Regions from separate parts of the Mus musculus genome. Here regions 1 and 3 are each linked to region 2. Evidence: chromatin contacts called from public promoter capture Hi-C data. All regions are on one chromosome and are shown on one strand. Each heading gives the region's core, a stretch centred on a gene start, on an enhancer-like site or on the middle of the called end of the contact. The rest is flanking DNA. Distances are from core to core; before and after follow the strand shown.

What was found. Promoter capture Hi-C pulls out the DNA fragments that hold promoters and counts their contacts.
Region 1: a promoter capture Hi-C map of hippocampal neurons shows a contact between it and region 2, with 4 times the contacts expected there. The contact joins the enhancer-like site here to the promoter of Lgsn in region 2. A contact is called at or near these places in 17 of 39 promoter capture datasets (the 3T3-L1 cell line, 3T3-L1-derived adipocytes, the C10 cell line and 11 more) and 4 of 9 other capture datasets (adipose tissue, liver, macrophages and 1 more).
Region 3: a promoter capture Hi-C map of liver shows a contact between it and region 2. The contact joins the enhancer-like site here to the promoter of Lgsn in region 2. A contact is called at or near these places in 20 of 39 promoter capture datasets (the 3T3-L1 cell line, 3T3-L1-derived adipocytes, the C10 cell line and 12 more), 4 of 484 Hi-C or Micro-C datasets (the 3T3-L1 cell line, cortical neurons, embryonic stem cells and 1 more) and 3 of 9 other capture datasets (adipose tissue, liver and macrophages).

What each region holds. Positions count from the first base shown.
Region 1 is chr1:30,753,711-30,757,458 of GRCm38.p6, reverse strand. No RefSeq gene overlaps it. Among named protein-coding and RNA genes, the nearest start is that of Gm39615, 55 kb to the right of the region's middle. Within about 2 kb of position 1,793, at least 6 of the 459 cell types and tissues checked have an H3K27ac peak or open chromatin away from gene starts, as enhancers often do. A contact at or near this core is called in hippocampal neurons, where this site is marked.
Region 2 is chr1:31,174,863-31,178,606 of GRCm38.p6, reverse strand. Lgsn (lengsin, lens protein with glutamine synthetase domain) reads right to left here and starts at 2,172. Exons shown (of 5, transcript NM_153601.1): 1 at 2,127-2,172. The coding sequence starts at 2,156. The region is part of intron 2 of 4931428L18Rik (RIKEN cDNA 4931428L18 gene); the gene reads left to right.
Region 3 is chr1:30,782,124-30,785,655 of GRCm38.p6, reverse strand. No RefSeq gene overlaps it. Among named protein-coding and RNA genes, the nearest start is that of Phf3, 79 kb to the left of the region's middle. Within about 2 kb of position 2,050, at least 2 of the 459 cell types and tissues checked have an H3K27ac peak or open chromatin away from gene starts, as enhancers often do. A contact at or near this core is called in liver, where this site is marked.

The DNA of each region.
Region 1 (3,748 bases), core at 544-3,043, 420 kb after region 2:
GTGCAGAAGACACAAGGGGTCAGAAGTCACAGCAGGCAAGGCACATTGAAGTTACCCGATACAAAACGAAGGAATGACTTTGAAAGGATTCACAGGAACCAGGTAGATGTTTACAGCAAAGATAAGGCAGTCTTACCCAAGGTCAGCTTAGTGACAGGTAAGGACACTCTAGTGCTATTCCTTTGAACCTTGTGAAGGCTAGCACCAGGGGGTTCTGCTCTTGGCAGGTCTCATGAATAATACAATATTACAACCCTCCTAATTCCTAGGCCTTGCTAAATTCTTATATGAGTGTAACTTTTAAGTATCTAGAAAATCTCCACTTGTCAGGAGAATCCACCAACTTGCTTCTGTTATGTAATATAGCCTGTAATAAAGATTTCTATTTCCATGGGATTTCCTGGCTCTATCATTCCCCAGTTTTGGTGAAAATTGCTACTGCCCTTGGTAGACCAGCTCTGAGCTACTGGCTCTGTCTTTTGTAATGCTTAATTAGTTACTGAATAGGTAAACTTCCTTACTGCATTCCTGCCAGATTTCAAGCTAGAATTTAAAGCTTGCAGGCTTCTTTGACCTTAGAACAATGGGGAGACTTAACTATAACAAAATTTAATCTTAAAAGGCATTTATAATAAAATATTAAAAGAGAGCTCATAGATCCATACACCAGACTAACGCGGGAATAGAGTATGAGTATATGGGTAAATAAAAACGCCAAAACTCCAAAAGGTGAGCTTCCTTAAAACTCTTTTTCTCATTGAGTGCTTACAGACTTTTTCAGTCTGTCAAGCTGATCCAACCAGAGGGCATGACAAGAAATACACCTGCTTCTGCCTCCCGAGTGCTGGGATTAAAGGCATATGCCACCACCACCCAGCTCTTAAGATTTTTCTAAGGGTTAACTGAGATGACACGTGAACAGAATAGCTATGCAGATGTTTATCATAGTAGGTACTCAATAAGTGCTTTCTTTTTTCTTTCTGTCAGCTATGGTCTGGCCTGAGCTCAGTGTGTCCCCTTTCCTTCTCCTAACCCCTATGCTAAAGCTCATAATTTGGCTCCATGTAAGCCATGGAGGGAGCATGTATGGCCCCTGGCTTTGATCACCAGCACTAAAACTAAGCCAGTCCCAAAGCAAACAACATTATAGATTGAAGACTTTACTTTGATCCAGATTAAAGATTGGCCATGTATGCGTCTCGTTAGTGTGGCTTGTGGGTGCCTATTTCTCTCTGTTTTATGTCACTTTTGTGGTATTTTTAATTTTTGAAATAATATTTTCTATTTTTACTTACATTCTTTTGACAGTTTCATAGATGTATATAATGTGCTGGTCATTTTCACCCCCATTTCCTTCTCTGATCCTCCTCCCACACCTGTGAAATCTGTTTCTTTGGGACACATAACATACCAAGTGACTACTGTCACTGAGAACATACCCACTCCCACTCCTCTCCTCTTCCACACCCAGCAACCATCTGGCATTTTCTATAATGGGAATTTCTTTAACAGACATCATAAGCAATGCCACTGAAACAACCTCTAATGTCTTTTAATTGTTCTATTAGAAAATTATTTAATGGGTAACTTTGGGGGAATTGGTGAAGCTTCCTGTTTTCACATTTGTCAATTCACAAAGCAAGAAGTGCTATTCCACGTCTTTATTGCTTGAGAGAGATGTTTGGAGATTTCCAGACAAGAGCTTTTTCATAAAAAGACTTGGAACTAAGCTCATTAGGGATACAGAACACAAATTCACAGTGAATCCTAATGAAACCCGGCTTAGGAAGATTTCCAGGCAAGGCAAGAATCCTTGTTAGTCATTAACTCTAAGTGAGAGCTAAGAAGGAAGACTTTAGAGAGATTATGGTGTGCAAGTGGCAGAAGGGGAAGAGGAAACAACAGGGGGATGACTCTGTGTGAGTTAGGAGTAGCGAGATCTAGGTAGTGACTAATTCCACTTAGAATGAGCAGAGAAAGCATTGAGCCTGGGAAGAAAATCATAACTCAATTCAACAGAAACCGGTAAGTAGAGACTTGCAAGTGTGTGTTCTGTGATAAAGTATGTTCAATTAGTGTTAAGACAGTGATTCCTAATAGAATTGCTTGAGCAAAGCCTATGGGGAAAGAAGTTGAGATATTGTGTCTTCTAGCATTGTAGTGGGCAGAGAGCAGATTCATGAATGAATCTTTATCTAGGATATCTGCTTTCTCCAGAAATCATATCTGTTTGGCAAAAGGGCATCTTATATGCTCCCATAAAGGATCAAAATAGTTGAGGGGGCTGGGGCTATTCCTTCGATAGTTCTGAGGGTCATACCAGGGCTGGGAATATTTATGTAGCCAATGTTGTGGAGTTCATGTGTATTTCAATTCCCTCTATTTCTTCCAATGGTTAATGCTATGACTTTTAAAATCACAGAAACATGATTTTTATTCAGCTGATTAAGATTGTTTCAGTTATAACCAAAATTAAGCAGAACTGGGTGTGGTGGTATTGAGAAGGCTAAGCTGATTCCATGACAGGCTTCAAATTGGCAGTCTAGGAGCCTAGGTCTAAATCTGGGTTTCCAAGAACTGGGTAATTCCAGGCCTGTCCAGGCCTCAGAAGCTGTCTGCCACCTGGCCTGAGGCAAGGACAATGGGTTAGCAGCAGTTTCCAGACCCATCCCCTCCCCTGACCTCGGCAAGCCAAATTTCCAGCCCCCACAGCCTGGTAATGGACTGTCCATAGAGATGGACCCAACAGATTAACATAGAGGCCACCAACCCCAGAATTCCCTAATGTGCTTTAAACGCAGACCACTTGAAGCTCAAGAAGAAGGAAGACCAAAGTGTGGATGCTTTGGTCCTTCTTAGAAAGGGGAACAAAATACTGACAGGAGCAAAAATGGAGACAAAGTATGGAGCAGAGACTGAAGGAAAGGCCATCCAGAGACTGCCCCATCTAGGAATCCATCCCATATACAGTCACCAAACACAGACACTATTGTGGATGCCAAGAAGTGCTTGCTGAAAGGAGCCTGATATAGCTGTCTCTTGAGAGGCTCTGCCAGTGCCTGACAAATACAGAGGAGGATGCTTTCAGCCATTGGACAGAGCACAGGGTCACCAATGAAGGAGTTAGAGAAAGGACTGAATTTGCTGAAGGGGTTTGCAACTTCATAGGAAGAACAACAATATCAACCAACCAGAACCATCCTTCCCCTCCCCTGTCCCCCCCCCCCCCCAGCTCCAAGGAATACACATGGAGAGACCCATGGCTCCAGCTGCATATGTAGCAGAGGATGGCCTTGCTACAATGGCTTGCTCCCAGGCTTCATTGGGTGGAGAGGTCCTTGGTCCTATGATGGCTAGATAGATGCCCCAGTATAGGGGAATTCGAGGGTGAGGAGGTGGGGTGGATGGATGGGGGTAGAGGAACATCCTCGTAGAAGCAGGGGGATGGGGATGGGGTAGAGTGTTTCTTGGAGGTGGGGACCGAGAAAGGGGATAACATTTGAAATATATTTTTGGCTGTGAGCCCAGCCTTTAATGGCTGAGCCATCTCTCCAGCCCACATTTGAAATATAAATAAAGAAAATATCTGATAAAAAATAATCAGGCTTGCAAGCTCACTTGGTTGTCTCTCTATTCTGGTAATGGGAGATCCCAGCATGCTGAACTTCTTTAGAATAAAACATTCTTTGCATTTATGTACTATTTGAGTCTTGGGTATCATGCTTCTGTGAATCAGGAACCCTTACAG
Region 2 (3,744 bases), core at 923-3,422:
AAAATCATGTTTTTGATGTTTTTTTCTGATCACAACTGCTAAGAATTTGGCTGAATGTGTGGCTTCTTGGCACCAAAAACTAAGACTAATAACAGTCTGTGTCACTGACAATCCTGGCAGAGTGTGTTTGGGTTGGGGAAGAATCCACCCTAAGGGATTCCTGCACACACACCATCTGCCCATCCAAACTGGTGGAGGCTTTGTTCAGCTGCCGTGCTTTGGTTTGACTTCATGCTGCTGCTCATGTCAAGTGTCTAGTGGGGAGGCAAAAGCCTGCCCTGCTCTAACCCTTACTTAACAGAAAAAAGAATGTCACCCTCTGTCTTTTGTCCCCTTCTCAGATTTCTTTCTCTTCCTCAGATTATAATCACACATCTGAAACAATGAACAAGGGCTTTTCAGTGAAGATTATATGTTCTGCTATAGGGTGGTGGCGCTTTATTGTGTTTATGAAATAAGACCTTCTATCCAAATTGCCAAGGATTTTTCAAAGTCCAGCCTAGTGATGCATGCCTGTAATCTCACTACTGAGACACTGTAAGAAGAATAGTGCAAAATATGAGGCTATCCTGAGCTACATAGTTATCTCTGAGAAAGAGAAAGGAAAAATGGTGAGTGTGTGTTTTCACAAAGAAAGGTTGTCTCTTAAAAACTGTGCTTTAAAATCATATTGCAACCAATCAACAGTGGCACATGCCTTTCATGCCTGCACTCAAGAGGCAGAGACAGGTGAATCTCTCTGAGTTCGGGGCCAGCCCGGTCTATGAGTTCCAGGATAGCCAGGGCTACACAGAGAAACCCTTTCTTGAAAACCAAACAATAAAACTGTGTTGCTGATTTTGATCTTCCTAAGATTAACCAATCAACATGTGTTCTAGACACTTTCTATTGTGTAGGTCATAATACTTTCCATAGAAGCTGAAACTAGACTCTTAAACCAAAATAGTGAGAGCTGGGGTGGGAAACACGGTGCCTCTCCAGACTTAGAGCAGAGCATGAAGCTCCTGCCTAGGGAAGTGAAATGTAAGAATGAATGTGTCCAGAAGCTGATGCTATTTGTGTCAGTCCCACTCACTTTTCCTGAACCACCATGTAAAATTCACTTTCAGAGAAACATGTTCTCTACAAGTACACACCCAAACTCGGCGTTTTCTTCCCATGGCATGACACTGCAGGGTCCTACTCAGTGACTCTCCCTGCTTTGCACAGCTTTGGCCGGTTTCTGTGTAGAAAGTAGATTCATCCCCATCTCTGTCCCAAAGCCCACTGCTCATATTCATCATGTGTAGAGCATGCACAGTTCTCACACCGACTTTATCTCTTCTTTCACTGGATGGGAAAGCACAGATCCTGTCTGTTCTCTCTATGTCATCATCTCAGGCACTTTACACATAGTAGGTCTGTTTCTCAAATTAGATTTCCTTAATTTAGCTTACAGAAAAGCTTCATTCTTCTTAACAGAAACTTAATTCCAAAGACACACTGTAATATTTCCAAAAATGTTTTGTTGAAAATACAGTGCTAAAGATTTGGTTCCATACACATGAAGAAATGGTCCTAAATGAAGCATGTTCACAACTGGTTTCTTTACTATGTTCCTGACTCATTGAGTTCTATCACTGCCTAACACGTAATGGGTTTCAACAAAATTCACACACACACACACACACACACACACACACACATTCACATACACACACAAACACACACACAGTTACTTCTCACCTTTAATCATTTAACCCCTTTAATCATTTAACCCCAAAGCCATTCTTACAAAGACTAAGAATGTGACAAAATAAGCTTTAAGACACACAGACTATTCTCTCATTAGTAACCAAGATTGAAATAAAATTTTATGGTGTGTTTATTCTTCTAAACCCTGGTGCCTAATGAAGTTACTGTAAGTGATTGCTCAAACTAAGCACACTTCACTAGATGCAAGCTCCAAGGTGTTCAGTTGTTAAAAACTGACTGTGCGAAACAGGACACTTCTTCACAAACTTCCCGAAAGCATACACGTCAACCCACCGTGCCCTCATTCCCACTGATGCTCAGAAAAGTTGCAGTCATCAAAACCTTCACTGTCGATATTTTGGGAAATACTATTTTGATTCTTAGCTTCCTACCTCCTGTGCGAGGTCCCCTTCGTCGGTCATGTCAACTGTTTCTTACATAAATCAGCCGTGGCATCCACACTCCCTTCAGCAATGGCTTCAGGGTGCATTTATATGTAGACTTCTTACAAAGGCAGTGAATGATGAATTCCAGGAGGTTCTTTCCAGGGGGATCCAGCAGGTAATAAAAGATAAACACAGACTCTGTCATGCCCAAGGCACAGGATATGAGCCATGCCCTAGAATAGCCCAGCAGCAAATGCTCATTTATGCCTGACTCCCTGCAAACAAAGGGACACAAAGCTTAAAACTGTGTGACTTTTTTATTTCCCCTCCAACCTATTGATTCTTTGTTATGTAACAGTCGTGTTCTGGAATTAAATCTATTGTAATAATCAGGTGGAGAAACATTTTTTAGACAGCTGTGTTATCAAAGCCACAGACAAAAATACAAATAGAAAAACCAGGGCTCTGAAAGACATAGATTTGTACCATGCTTGTAATTCACATACTTTCTTTCCATGGTAGGGACCTTTTTGCCTCCAGGTTATGCTGACCCTTCATTCTATCACTATACTAAGGTATCTTTCTTTAGCCTTTCTAACACATCCCAGGCCATCCTCATTATCCTCATTGAAGAAGTCTGCAGCAACCCAAGCTCCACCAGAATCAATGGGGAGCACTTTCTCTAGAAGACTCAAGAGGGTAGAAATCCCATTTCCTCCATACCCCAACCACAACTACAGGTTGCTAGAACAAACAGAGAGAGTTTCTTCTGAATCAAGCCAAAGGCACCAGTGAGCGAGCATACAGAACTACAGCTGGGTACTGCTCTCCAGGTCTTCTGGGCTGGCAAAGCCTCTGCCATTCAGTCAGGCCAGAATCTGGCTTCAAAGGTCCCGTTTCATCAGAACAATGACCACTGTTCTTGTTTGTATTGCATGGCCCTGTGCTTGCCTGCTGGCAATGCCTGTGTTCTGTGCTGGCCACTCGGCATTTGGTCTTCATTTAGACCTAGCATTGAAACAGGTGCTCACTTGGAACAGCATCCTGAATGCCTTCCCCTACCTTATCTCCCCAAGAAAAATATTCCCCATCCCTTAGAGTGTTGACTTAACAGTGTGGCCTTGATCTCCTCCTGAACTGAGGTATTGCATTTTTATCATGCCTTGGGCCAGAGCCTCGCCTAGACTTCTTGTCAATTGTCTTCTCTTAGAATTATTCCTTCCAGGAACCAGAATAGGTGTCATTATTTCATAGAAAAATGTCTGCGAAAAACTCTGAGATGTCTCTTTATGTCAGAGGACAACTATCAAAGATGGGTTATGTATTAGATATAGTTTTCCATATTAAGCTGCTTACTTGTGGGAATGCACACAACACAGAGCATATGTGGTGTCCAGGGAGTAGCTTGTGGGAATCAGTCCTCGCCTGTGGATCAAAATGGGGTCCAGCGTCCAGCCCACCACAGGGCTAGGGCCACTCACGGAGGCAGACGACATGGTAAGGAGGATTAAGAGGGGGCTGGGGGGCTGGGGAGAAGCAAGGGATCATTGAATCAATTAACTGTTCCATGGGTAGTACAGTCTGAGGGTAATAACATCAGTTTTAAACAGCATTTGATTAATCT
Region 3 (3,532 bases), core at 801-3,300, 390 kb after region 2:
AATTATCTTGTGACATAGATTTACAGAATTGTGACTTAATGCTATGCCCTTAGTGTTTATTATCTAATCAACATAAAAATGTCCAAATATGTACTATCTCACTTATAAAAAGTTGGTCCTTAAAGATAACATGTATTGCTAAATTTCTTATTTGAAAATTAAGCTTGCTTATTGCATTTTAGTTAAAGTTCAGAGCCAGGATTAGTTCTGTCTTTGGTGCAAGGATGGGTGTATTTTCTTTTCTTAGATGATGATTTTGTAGCAACATTTTATGTTTTACCTGGGCCTTCCAAAAGGCCAGAGATATTGTTAGATTCAATGCACACCATCTTTCATTCTAAATTTGCTATAGACTTTAGGCTGGCTTCTAACTTTCCTATCTCAGTCTCCTAGGTATTGAGATTACTACAGGGTGTTATCATGGTCAGCTTCTGTTCTCTTCTTCATTTTTCAATCTCTGTCTCTCTCTTCCCTTTTGTCTCTTCTTTATTTTTCTTTCACTTCTTCCTTGGTAGCAAGGCAGCATATTTTTCTACATCTGTCTTAGTTGTTTGTAAAGCATATACTTTTCTTATTGTGTATTCTGTCAGGGCATTTGGAAGTGCTATACACAATATATTAAGTCATTGAGTAAGTCAATTTAATGGAATGAATGTTGATTAATGCAGACTTGAATAGTTATTTGTATGTGTCACCTACACTTCAGACCACCAAGAATCACCAAATCACAGGTGCTAACTGAGTAGTATCCATTTGAAAGGGACATATGTCAATCCAGCAAGCAAAGCTGGGTTAGTATAAATATTTATTTTTTATATGTCTGTGTGTGGGTTATGTGCAGTGTATGTGAGCATTGACTGAAGCCAGAGAGGGAATTGGATTTCCTGGAACTGGAATTATAGGCAGTTCTGAGCTCAACAAGGGTGCCAGGAATCAAACTCGGGTTCTTTGTGAGAACAGTAAGAGCTTTAACACTTGACTCATTACTCCAATCTCCAAATTCATATTATCTTTAATCAATTGTTCTTCATATCATCTCTCCTGTTCTCACACATATTCTAGAAATTCGGTTGTTACATGGTCTGAGCTTTCCTTTGGTTTAAAAGGGTGAGCTGTGTATAGGGGCACGGGGTATAGGTGTGAGGACACCTATAAATAGATGACAAAGCTTCAGCATAGGGAAACGTGGTGTTGGTGTAGTAACCATGTGCTGGGGAAAGATGACAGCTGTCCTGCCTAATCCTGGTTGTCACCTTGACTACATCTGGAATCAACTAAGACCCAAGCAGTAGGGCATGACTCTGAGGGATTTTCTTGATTGGATAATTTGAAGTCCAAAGTTCCATCCTAAGTCTGGGCCAAACTTTCTGGTAACAGCCTGGTGGACGCCATGCAGAAAGAGCTGCAGTGGGCAAGTGAGCTTCTTGGGAGACAGCCCACTCTATTGGGCCATTTCCCTGTAGATCAATATGAAGATGAACTTTCATAAAATAATACTATTTGGATGAATTAATGTTTGATGTAAATAGTTTTAGGACGTTAGAGTTTGATAGAGAGTTTAAGGAGATGGTTTATGTTGATTTGCAGAAGCATATAATAAACTTAGAACTAAGGTAGAACGTGCCCCCCCCCCCCGTAGAATAGTGAGGGCTGCATAGGCTAGAAAAGGAGCGCAGTGAGCTTTCATGAGCTACAAGCACGTAATTGTCCTTGGAAGAGAAAAATAGGGTTGGGAGAAGTTAATAATTAAAGAAAACATTCATTCTAGGTTGGGGCTGAGTTTCTGAATTTTCTGATCTAGGGATGTGGCCATCGGTTTTGGTGTGCACCAGGAAAAGACAGAATTATGAACAAAGAGAAAATAATTCTATTATAGGAATAGAGAATAGATGCCTAGCCAGTTAACTTAACAAGATTTAATAAGACATAAGATAGACGATGATCTGTTTCTTGGTAAATAAAAATTGTTGTCAGGTAAGCATAGGAAAAATTCCTACTATAGACTGGCTTGTTTAAACCTTGTTAATCAGTGACAAAAAATTATTGGATTGGTGTTATGATGAACTTGTGGAGAGAAAGATAGCTGGAAAATGTTTAGTTAGGTATGGGTTTTGAAAGAGAACTGCATAATCAATAGTCCTATTATAATTTCATTTTGTGTAATGATTTTAATCTGTTTTTGAATAATATGATTTTGTTGTGGTGACATTTTATAGAGAATATGTGACTTGTGGCTATGAGGTAATCTTTTTCTTACACAGAGAACTTTGTCTTAGGTGCTATAAACAGGCTATGCAAAAAAAAATGAGTTGGAGCCTGCTCATTGGAGCTTGCTCCATCTACCAACTATATATATATATGCAAATGTATATGCATTTATATTTGTATATGTAATGTATATGTATATTTGAGAAGTTTGTTGAAGCTCTCTCCATTCATCAAATGTGTTTATGTGTATATATGTATATGTGTATATATGTGTATGTGTGTAAAATGGTTGGAACTTGATCATTGGAACTCTGCTCCATCCATCCACAAAATGCATGTATGTGTATGCGTGTAACGTGGTTCAAACTTTGCTTCATCCACGCAATGTGTGAATGTGTATGAGTGTATGTGTGTATGTATGTATGTATGCATGTACGTATGTGTTTATGTATGTGTAAAGTTGTAGGAGCTTGTTCATTGGAGCTTGCTTCATCCACCAGTGTATGTGAGTGTGTGCCTGCTTTACATTGCCTCCAACTCCACATCACTTCCTGGGACCTCTGAACACATTGTTGGAGCTGGTGTTCATCAGCAACCCATATAGAAGGACACAGAAGAAGGATGCTCATGCTTTTACCTGCTTGTCCCCACTCTTTTCTGCGAAGTTCATCTAACTGGAGGCATTCCTTTGCTGGGATTAGAACCTACTTCTATGGGATTGCAGTGGAGACAGAAGACAAGCCCCTCTCTAGGAATCCTGATGGACTCAATCCCTACATTGGGACTGAGACAGCCAGTCTTGTGGATTGAACAACTACCAGATTATTGACGTTTCCATCAGGAGACAGTCATTGTTGGAGTACCCAGACCACAGCCTGTAACACACACACACACACACACACACACACACACACACACACACACACACACTATCAGCCCTGACTAATACAACCACCTCTTCAGAGCTTCCATTCATGCCCAGGTCCCTGGATGAGTGAAGTATTGAAGCAGATCCTTTGAGTTAACAGGTGTAGGTGAATATATTTGAAAATTAAAATAGCTATATTTTAAAACATAAATGTAAATTTCAACAGACTTTCCCGTATTTTAATCTAGAACATTAAAATGTTTGAGTTATCCTAAATAAATATAAATAGGGAACAAGTAAATTACACCATAAGCACAACCATAAGACCTGAGCCTGAAATATTTTTAATTTTGTGTTTCCCCTATGCCATAATAACTCTCACATATATTACAGATTGAAGCTACACAGAGCTCTTCCTAGATGGATGAAAATATATTCCACACATAGCAGGGAAGA